Linked DNA regions of Sus scrofa: region 1 is linked to region 2. The links are chromatin contacts, called in public HiChIP or PLAC-seq maps. All regions are on one chromosome and are shown on one strand. Each heading gives the region's core, a stretch centred on a gene start, on an enhancer-like site or on the middle of the called end of the contact. The rest is flanking DNA. Distances are from core to core; before and after follow the strand shown.

The links. HiChIP or PLAC-seq counts read pairs in DNA pulled down with a chosen protein or histone mark.
Region 1: an H3K27ac HiChIP or PLAC-seq map of alveolar macrophages shows a contact between it and region 2. The contact joins the enhancer-like site here to the promoter of SLC6A9 in region 2. A contact is called at or near these places in 10 of 47 Hi-C or Micro-C datasets (brain, embryonic fibroblasts, fetal heart ventricle and 5 more) and 1 of 2 datasets of contacts at active chromatin or transcription factors (alveolar macrophages).

The regions. Positions count from the first base shown.
Region 1 is chr6:167,516,958-167,521,747 of Sscrofa11.1, reverse strand. The region is part of intron 1 of ST3GAL3 (ST3 beta-galactoside alpha-2,3-sialyltransferase 3); the gene reads left to right. Among named protein-coding and RNA genes, the nearest start is that of ST3GAL3, 39 kb to the left of the region's middle. Within about 2 kb of position 2,062, at least 8 of the 83 cell types and tissues checked have an H3K27ac peak or open chromatin away from gene starts, as enhancers often do. A contact at or near this core is called in alveolar macrophages, where this site is marked.
Region 2 is chr6:167,265,294-167,270,398 of Sscrofa11.1, reverse strand. It overlaps SLC6A9 (sodium- and chloride-dependent glycine transporter 1), which reads right to left and starts at 3,206. Exons shown (of 15, transcript XM_021096817.1): 1 at 2,161-3,206; 2 at 1,987-2,071.

The DNA.
Region 1 (4,790 bases), core at 813-3,312, 250 kb before region 2:
TGATACTGTGGTCAGGTGGGAAATGTCTCTGTGTGTTAGAATCCTGTCTGCACAAAGTATTCAGGGATGAAGTAGCGTGATGTCAGGGGCGTGTTTTGAAATAATGCGGCCCAAAAAGGGAGAAGGAGAAATAAAGAGGGTGCGGGAGGGTAGGGAAGGAGAACCACACCGGGAAACCAGGTGTTTAGTTGTTTAATCTGTGGGGTGGGGCTCATTATATTCTTTCCACTTCTGTGTGGTTAGACAACTTGCGTTGAAAAAAAAAAAAATCAAACAAAAACCTTTCATTGGTAAGTAGCCACAGCTGCCGAAGACTCTGATCTTTTATTTGCTGGCCTCTGCTCTGTCCTTTCTCTAGCCCTTGAATTAGTGTGTGGCTACTTTGTGAGACCATTTGAAGCAGGAGGCTAGGGTGCAAGACCATACTGCTCTGCTCTGGTCCTCCCCTGTGGGTTCACTCCAGTTGTCTGGCAGGTAATTATAGGTTGAAGAAGGTTTGCGGGCCACAGTTTTCTCCTGTGAAAATTGCTGCTTGGCAGCATCCCCTTAAAATTGTTTCGATTTGGGTTAGTACCATTTATATACCAATATAATATGTATTTACATAGCAAGGGGGGGAGTCTTGTGCATGTATATTCATGTTTCTACATACACAGGCACATAGTACATATAGATTTGCATAAATATGTGTAAAATAACAAAGCATAAAACCTGATGACGATAACTTTGGCTGCCTTGGGGGAGGAGAAGTGGTAGCTAGGAGAGCATGTAGGATAAAAGAGACAAAGGACCAAATCCCGGGGGCAGCAGCATCTAAAGGGTGAGTGACAGGTGGTCACCTCTTAGAAAGTCACCCGGAATAAACGGTGTTTCTTACACTTTTAAGAAATCATGGGGAGTTCCTGTCATGGCGCAGCAGGAACGAATCCAACTAGGTAGCATGAGGTTGCGGGTTCGATCCCTGGCCTCACTCAGTGTCATGAGCTGTGGTGTAGGTCACAGACGCGACTTGGATGCTGCGTTGCTGTGGCTGTGGTGTAGGCCAGCAGCTGTAGTTCTGATTCGACCCCTATCCTGGGAACCTCCATATGCCACAGGAGCAGCCCTGAAAAAAAAGCAAAAAAAAAAAAAAAAAAAAAAAAAAAAAAGAAAGCATGGAAGACGCCTAAGAAGGGACAGCCAGAGAGACAGGAGGGAAAGTCAGAGGAAGGAGTTTCAAAAAGGAAGTGGTGCCCAGGCTTGCACGTGCCCTTTGACCCGGCCTTTCCACTTCCAGAGATTCCCCCGCAGGTATGAAGTACACTGGCACGTTGGCAAAATGATCCGTGTGTCGGATTATCCACATGAGCACTGTTGGTTCGCTTTTTGCATCACTGTTTTTATTTATTTGATTGTTCGGTTTTATTTTTAGGGCCACATCTGCGGCATATGGAGGTTCCCAGGATAGGGGTCGAATGGGAGCTGCAGCTGCTGGTCTACACCACAGCCACAGCCATGCCAGATCCAAGCCGCGTCCACGATCTACACCACAGCTCACAGCAAGGCCGGATCCTCAACCCTCCGAGCGGGGCCAGGGATTAAGCCCGAGTCCTCATGGGTACGAGTCAGGTTTGTTATCGTTGAGCCACCCCAGGAACTCTGCAGCATTGTTTTTAATAGCAGGAGTTTGGAAGCAGCTTCGGACAGCAGCAGGGGCCAGTTGAGCCGTCCAGTGGGGTGCTTTGCATCTGAATAATGTGAGGAGGCTCTGAATGTGCTGATACGAAAGGAGCTCGAAAATACATTGTTAAGTGTGAAAAGCAAGGATCAGGAGCTTTAGAATGCCTTCAACTTTTATCAGCCTTCCCAAAGGATGTGGCTGCCTACTGTGTTCTCACGGCAGAGTACTCTGTGTTGGTTTTCTCTGAACTCTAGTGTTCTTTCTTATTGCAAGCTGTAATTGGCATAATCAAATTTGTGAGATATTAAATCTCTCCATTTTGAGCCAATCACCGTTGCCTCCTGCTGTTCTGTCTGACTGCCAAGTGCCTTTATATGGCGTTTTAGCTTTTTAAAGGACCTTTGTATGTAGCCGTCTCCCTGAGCCACAAGAGGGCAGAAGAACCTTTTGGTTGCCTCTGCAGGCTTTGTGCTTCGATCTTTCTGGCATAATTGTGCCTGGCATTGGTCTTCCACTAATTCGGTCGCTAGGCTGTGTACACCTAAAGGCAGGGCTTGTGCCTGTCACCAGTGGAGGCAGTAGAGGGATGAGAAAAGAGAAAGGGATTTTGGAATCATAAATACCTGGCCTCTTGCTCCACCCCCCCCAAATTATTTACTGAACTGGTTGTCTGCTTAACCCGCCTCAGAGCTTCAATGCACTAGATGTATATGCAGTAGGCCAGAATATGCTAGACTTCCTAGAGGGCCGAGAGGCTTCAGAGTAAACAGGACCTCACTTTGACTCCAGCTCTGTGACCTTGGCTAATTTATTTACCCTGAGTGACCCTGAGTCTTATCACCTGCAGTACTAGTTAAGGAGATGCAGTGAGACGGTTCATCTTATCACCTGCAGTACTAGTTAGGGAGATGCAGTGAGGCGGTTCATCTTGTCACCTGCAGTACTAGTTAGGGAGATGCAGTGAGACGGTTCATCTTGTCACCTGCAGTACTAGTTAGGGAGATGCAGTGAGGCGGTTCATCTTGTCACCTGCAGTACTAGTTAGGGAGATGCAGTGAGGCGGTTCATCTTGTCACCTGCAGTACTAGTTAGGGAGATGCAGTGAGGCGGTTCATCTTGTCACCTGCAGTACTAGTTAGGGAGATGCAGTGAGATGGTTCATTTAAAGCTCTTGGCACGGTGTCGTGACAGGCACGGAAGTGACGGCTCTGATGACCAGATAACAGTACACAGGGATGCTGGGCCCTCCATAATTTTTGTTCGGTGGCGCTTTGTTATATATTGACTAATTTTTCACTTGATTACAAGCAAGGTGGTGCTATTTCCTTTAAGATGACTTCAGAGATCCTTTTCTTAGAGGGGCTCTCAGGGTGGTTGTGGTCTCTTACTTTCTTGCAGAGAGTTAGTCTTTTAATACTATAGCACATCCTGAGTTTTTGTAGAGTCTTAATTTTAGAACTTCCATCCCATTGTGATTTTGCGTATTTATTTATTTATTTTTGGTCTTTTTAGGGCCACACCTGAGGCATATGGAGGTTCCCAGGCTAGGGGTCACATCGGAGCTACAGCCACTGGCCTCCGCCACGGCCACAGCAACGCGGGATCCGAGCGGCATCTGGGACCTACACCACAGCTCACGGCAGCACCGGATCCTTAACCCACTGGGCAAGGCCAGGGATGGAACCTGCATCCTCGTGGTTGCTAGTCAGGTTTATTTCTGCTGAACCAAGATGGAAACTCCTGTGTTTTTATTTTTGATTAGAAAAGATGGTGTCTGTCGGAGTTCCTGCTGTGACACAGTGGGATTGGCGGCATCGTGGGAGCGCTGGGACACAGGTTCAGTCCCTGGCCCAGATCCTGGGCTGGGGATCTGCCGTTGCCACAGCTGCAGTTTAGGTCGCAGCTGTGGCTTGGCTCTAATCCCTGGCCTGGGAATTCCATAGGTCATAGGGCAGCCAAAAAAAAAAAGAAGAAGAAGAAGAAAAGCAAATGTGATATTTGTGCCCTATACAGATGTCCAGAGGCAGGGTCGGGTACACAGTGTTGCATCAAGGATGCAGGGCCTGTCCTGGGTTGGGATCACTGGGAAGCGTCTCCGAGATAAAGATCAGTGTGCGGAAAGCTTACTGGGGTGTGCTTTCGGGAGCAACACCCCTGGAAGGAGAGGACATGAAAAAGAGGAAAGAGCAGGATTGTCCAGAGGGAAAAGCTGGGCTGAGATGAGTCCCAAGAAAGGCCTCAGGCGACCCCACGGGGTCTGTGGAGTTGGGATGGTCCTTCTGAGTTGGGCGAGGGGGCAGGGGGCGCCATGCCTGTGTAGTTTATCCTTGGCTAGTGGGATGCCCCTGGTCATTGGACGAGGTCACCCTGGGAGGGCCACGATGGTGGGCAGGACAGCCCTCTTCTGCCAAGGCAGTTCCTGAAGAGGGCTGAGAGCTGGGGGCTTCCCGCCCACGGGGATCCCAGCAGTTGGACTGATCTTTCATTACTTTGGGGGCATTTGAGGAGCACATACTGTAGCTTTCATCAAGGCCGAAGTCACCCCAAAAGGAAAAGCAGTAATGCGGCTCGTGAAGTTTAACCAAAGATGGCTTGAGACGGATTTGCTTGTTAAGTAATACTCAAGAATAATAGTTACTTATAACTTTAGGAATTCAGGATGGGGGGTTCTCGTGGTGCAGTGGAAATGTATCCAACTGGGAACCATGAGGTTGTGGGTTCGATTCCTGATCTTGCTCAGTGGGTTAAGGATCTGGCATTAGCTGTGGTGTGGGTCGCAGATGCGGCTCAGATCTGGCATTGCTGTGGCTGTGGTGTAGGCTGGCAGCTGTAGCTCCAATTAGATCCCTAGCCTGGGAACCTCCATATATCACAGGTGTGGCCCTAAAAAGGGGGAAAAAAAAAGAATTCAAGATAATATCATTTTAGTCAAGGTGGACCCTTTGCTATTATAGCTGATCCCAAAGTTCCGAGGCTTAGCAGTGAAAGTTGACGTCTCCCTCAGAGACGCTCTCCTGCAGATCTGTGAGGGCCGGGGGAGGAATTCTGTTCTTAATGCTTCAGGGACACTGGGCGTCTTCCGTCCAGTGTCCCCGCCAGCCCCCAAGGGCTGTGGAGTTTTCCCCTGGAC
Region 2 (5,105 bases), core at 1,957-4,456:
GAGAGGAGGCCCTGAACCGCAGGAAGAGGCGAGGTCGCTTTCCGAGCTGCAGCACCGCCTGGAGCGCCCCGATTCCTCGAAGCGAGGCGCGTCCGCCTTAATCGGGGTGCGAGGTGGCGGGGGCGGGCGTTACATCAGCCGCCACGTGTGGGCCTCTCAGCTGGTTGTGGGGGCGGGAGCCCCGCCCCTGGTCCCCGCCGTGGAAAAGTACCGGGGTGCCCAGGTCCCGCCCATTTGCCCCGCCCCCAGGCCGGCTCCGGCCCTCGGGGGAAGCACCCCCCTCCCGCCCGGCCCCGGCCCCGGCGGCAGCTCCCGCCGGCCGTAACTGTGGGGTGCGGGGCGCCGGCTGGGGGTGGGCACCCGGGTCGGCTAGGCCCCTGCCCTCACCTGCGGCCGCCCGGGCCCGCCCTCCGCGCACCCGGAATGAAGGTTGGGGTGGGGAGGGCGTGGATTCTCCCCGGGTAGCAGTCCCCAAAGAACAGGGCGGCCGCAGCCTCTTCCCAAAGCCGGGGCTGGGAGCCGCGGACAAAGACAGTTCTAGGGCTCCGGAACTCCCGGGCGCGGCTTCCTCGGATCTGCGGGCGCGCGGGAACCCGCACTCGGCCGGCGAGTGGGCGGGCAGATAGGGAGGCAGGCCGGCTTGAGGAGCCAGACAGGCAGCCAGGCCGGCCGGCCGGGCGAGGAGATGGAGAGCAGGAGCCCGCATGCGGTGCGCAGACCCAGCCTGCCGGCCCCCGGCGCGCAGACCCACTGGCGCCTTAGACAGACGCTCTGGTTCCGGCGCTGCCTTCACATCCCAGCGCCCGCCGCCCGGGACCGAGCCGGCGTCGGCGCGCAGCTCCCCATCACCCGAGAGCCTACCCCCCCTCCGCCACCCGCCCCGCGCCGCCGTTCCCTCCCGCTTCAGCTCCTTGGTGACAGTGGTGACACCCAGACGCGCGCACCTACCCCGACCTCTCTGGCGAGACAGACATCCCCGTGCGTGCACCCATACTCTTGCCTACAGATGCCCGCATGCATGCGCGATCACACACACACACACACACACACACACACACACACACACGCTCGCTCGCTCTCTCTCTCTCTCGCTGGTTCTGGGGCTCAGCCTCGCTGAGCCACCAAACATCCAGACCCAAGGCAGGACAGTCAGAGGCTGGGGCCGCAGCGCCCCCTTCCCTCAGCCCCCTTACCATGCTGCAGCCCCCGGCCCAGGCGTGCCGGGTCCGCACCGCGGTGCGCCCAGGTGGCTTTCTTAAAGGGAAAGTTGCATCAGCCTCCCGAGGCTCAGTGCCGCCGCAAGTCTGCCCGCCCCGCCGCGCCGTTCGCCGCTCCTCCTGAGCTTGTTGTGTTTTGGTTTCGGGGAGGCGGGGGCAAAGAGTTTGGTGAAAGTTTGGAGAGTGGAGAAGGCTTGGGAGACCTAGCCAAGTCCCTCCCCTCTCTGAACTGCACCCCTGGCCGCTCTGCCATCCCCCTCCGCCCCCATCTCATCCCCACCCCCGTCCGACTTCTCAGGCTCCTCCTCCCACAGAATAAAATTGCAGTCTCTCTAGCTTTCAGATGATTGATCCCCGCGAACCCCTGGAAGTGCGCACTGCCAAGGAGCCCCCTTCTCCACCTTTGCCTCGCTGCCCTCCAGCTGGGGCCCTTGGAGGAAGCAGATGTCGTCCCCTTCGGGTAGGGCTGGAATGAAGCCAGAAGGCCGGGGCACTTGGGGGGGGGGGCTGAGGCTGGAGTTAGCCTGCCAGGCCCCCGGCCTTCTGCGCCTGCGTTCCCCCTAGAGAGAAGTCAGAGCAAATTCCATTCCCTTTGGAGCAGCGCCGCTAGGGACTGTGGGCACAGCTGGGTAAGGCCTGGGTCCTACTCCTTGGGACGCGAGGCCTGGGGGTCCTTTCTCCACTGACCCTCCCCTAAATTGGTTTGGTCAGCTCTATGCTGGCCATATTGTTACAGGGGCTGCAGATACCAACCTGGACCCCCACTTACCTCCCCAGGGAGACAGACCTGGGTTCCAGTTCCAGCTAAAGCAGAGACTTTGGCAGAGGGAGCTTTGCGGAGCCTGTTTCCTGTCCTGTAAAATGCACAAAACATATTGCTCCAGGCTGCCTTTGGGCAGCAATACTTGGCGGTTGGTGGAAAGGAGCTCCCATATTTGCTTACCTTAAGAGCCACCAGCTTTCAAGAAGAAGGGGCCTTTCGTACTGGCTGTCAGGGAACCACTGTTGCCCCCCGGCAGAGTGCCCTCTGCTCAGGGAGGGCACCAACCTGGAGAGATGGTCTCTTCTCTGCACCCTGATTCTAGCCTCACTGTCATCTGGCCAGGAAACCAGTTTTATTTGTTCCCTGGGGATAGTCAGCCTCTAAGAAGCTGATTCACACATGCGAAACTCCCACAAGATCAATTGAAGAGTGAGATTCCACGTTATTAATTTACTGTCAGAGGCACTGGGCAGTATAACAGGTGTCAGGCACAGACACTTCTTGCCAAGGCAGTTCTCAGGCTACACATGCCGTCCATTGCACAAGGCATCCCCCCCGGGCTCTGCCAACTCGGAACTTATAACCTGTTCACATTAGGGATGTAATCAGATCTGGGGAGGTCTGGAGACATTATTCTCATCAGCAAGATTATTTTCATTGTTACTTTGTTCCCAAACCTGGCAGGTATAGCATGTTTGTGATTTTTATTCTCCTGTGAACGAGTTGCAGGTGTCTTGTGTGCGCGCACTCGCCGCTCCCTGAGCAGGCTGTGGAGCCTGTGCCCCCTGCCCCCGTGGATTTGTGTAGGTGGATCTGTGTTTGTGGAGGAGTGACAGTGGGCACTGCAGCAGCTCTGTGTAGTGGTATGTATGGGTGTGCGTGCCTGGCTCTGGGTGGGGGCCGGCACGGGTGATCCAAGCCCCACCCCACCGCATAGGACGTAAATTTAATTGCTGGTCTCTCCCTCCTTCCCTCCCTCCCCCTGGGGCTTGTCAAAAAGGGCTGCCACACGGGGAAGGCGGGAGGGAGGCTGTTGAAAGAGTCCCCAGGTAGTGGAATGGGGTGAGGAAGAGGCTGAGACGATGGCAAATGGCCAACTTTCCTCCAGTAGACTGGGGGTGGGCTGGGGGCTGCGAAGAGGGCACTGAAGATCAGTGAAGCTTCTGGGACTGCCATGGCCAGGGACAGTGGGGCGTCCCCCCTCACGCTTCGGACTCCATATGAAGGGAGACAGACAGACTGCCAGATGCTCACTGCCAGTCTCCCAGAGACTGTCAAGACCTGTGGCTGGGGGTCGGGGGGAGGTGGGGGTGGAAGAAGAGGGGGGGGTGCTCAGAATTCAGTCCCCTGAGCCTCTATTCGGGAGAAAGAGTTTGGGGATTAATCTGGGGACAGGGAGGCAGCCTCACGCTTTAACCCATGCGGTGGGTAAAAGAGATTTTTCCCTGGGGTGTCTGGGCAAGTTGGAGACGTTGCCCGCGTGGGTTGTGCCAGGCAGCTGATGTAACACAAAGCATGTTTGCGTTCATCTGGAGAGATTTACAGATGTGTGTATGTTACCCACCTTGATCTAGAAAGGGCTTCAGGCAGCCACACAGTGAGTTGAGTCCCTGGGAGAAGCTTATGTGAAAAGGTTCTGGTTTGAAAAGCCGTCTCCACGAGGCAGGGACTAAAGTAGCCGTTTTTTTCCAACCAGAAGGAGGCCCCAAGGGAGGTAGGTTTGGGCCTAGCCCAGGTCAGAGCTGGGATGGCCTCCATCCCCAGCTGTGAGCTCCCGGCCCTGGGCAGCTGGCCCACGGGGTGGGAAGGGCACCGGCAGCCTGGACCACTGTGGGGAGAGGAGGGGCATTGGGCCAGAGGACCGAGAGGAGGACTGATGGGGTCAGACATCTTCGCTGGCTGGTGAGCTTCTTCCTGGGGCAGGGCAGCAAGAGGAGGGGCAGCTCGGTGGCTGGGCCCCACCCACTGCGGGCCAGGGCGTGTCTCAGGAGCTCCAGTTGCAGCGCTATTTCCTGGGAGGGCTGGGCCCGGGGTCAGATCCCCTAATGCTGACTGGTTTCACTTGTCATCATCAGCCTGCAAGATCAAGGCCTCTGCTGGGCCCCGGGGGAGTATGCTTAGGTGTAAGTCTGGTGGGATAGGATAAGACCAGACTCGCGCCGCTTCTGGAAGGCACTGTGGCAGCTGGCAGCGCTGGGCACCTTGGTGGAGGAGTGCTGAGGGGCCCTGCGGAGATGGTGGGGGAGGCTGGATGTGGCTTTGAGTTGCAGCCTGGCCTGACAGGGCGTGGAGCCCCAGCCTCAGCAGCTGGGCTCTGCTCTCAGATTCTTCCTCCCTTGAACTTGTAGTGGTCAGTGCCTGGCACCTTCCCCGCCCTGTCACAATGCAAGGGAGTGGGATAGATCGGTTCCAGACCCAAGAGCTGTCTCTGGGGCACCACGTGCCCTTCAGGCCATCCTGTTGTGCTTTCTTTGGCCCTGGTCCACGGGGACAGCATGAGCCAATTATGGGAATCGGAGCAGGGTCCAGACTGGATCCCAGCAGCTACAGGTAAAATTAGGCACACAGCTCAGAAACACTGACTTTGGCCCTGCCTGGGGTGCAGCCCTGATTTCCAGAGCATTTCAATGTTCCGATTCTTACATATCTTGGAAATCCCAAAGTCCAGAATTCCCATTGCCAGAGCCCCCAACCCTGCCGAGAACCTGAAATCCAGAGTTCTCCGCACCCAGAGCCCCCGTGTCCACCACCCAGGGGGCCTAGTGCCCAGGGGGCCTGACAACTTGACCACCTGATGTCCCTAACGTCCAGCTCACAGGGGGCCCATGTCCCACTTCACCGGAAAGGAAGCTGGAGCGGCGGGAGCGGTGGCGACCCGGTCGCTTCAGGGCAGGCATTATCTGCGGAGTGGCCCTCGAGGAAGCTGGGACGGGGTGGTGCTGGAAGCGGAGGCGATTACTTCCTCGATGGATGCTCCGTCGGCCTCCAGCCCCGCCCCCCAGTCACGTGACCCCATGTAAGTGAATGTCCATTTACTCACCCCGTCTGAGTGTGCATCCACCCTGTGCTGGGAATTGAGCCCATTTCGAGGAACTCAGCCTTGAGAGAAAAGGAATTCCTGCTCT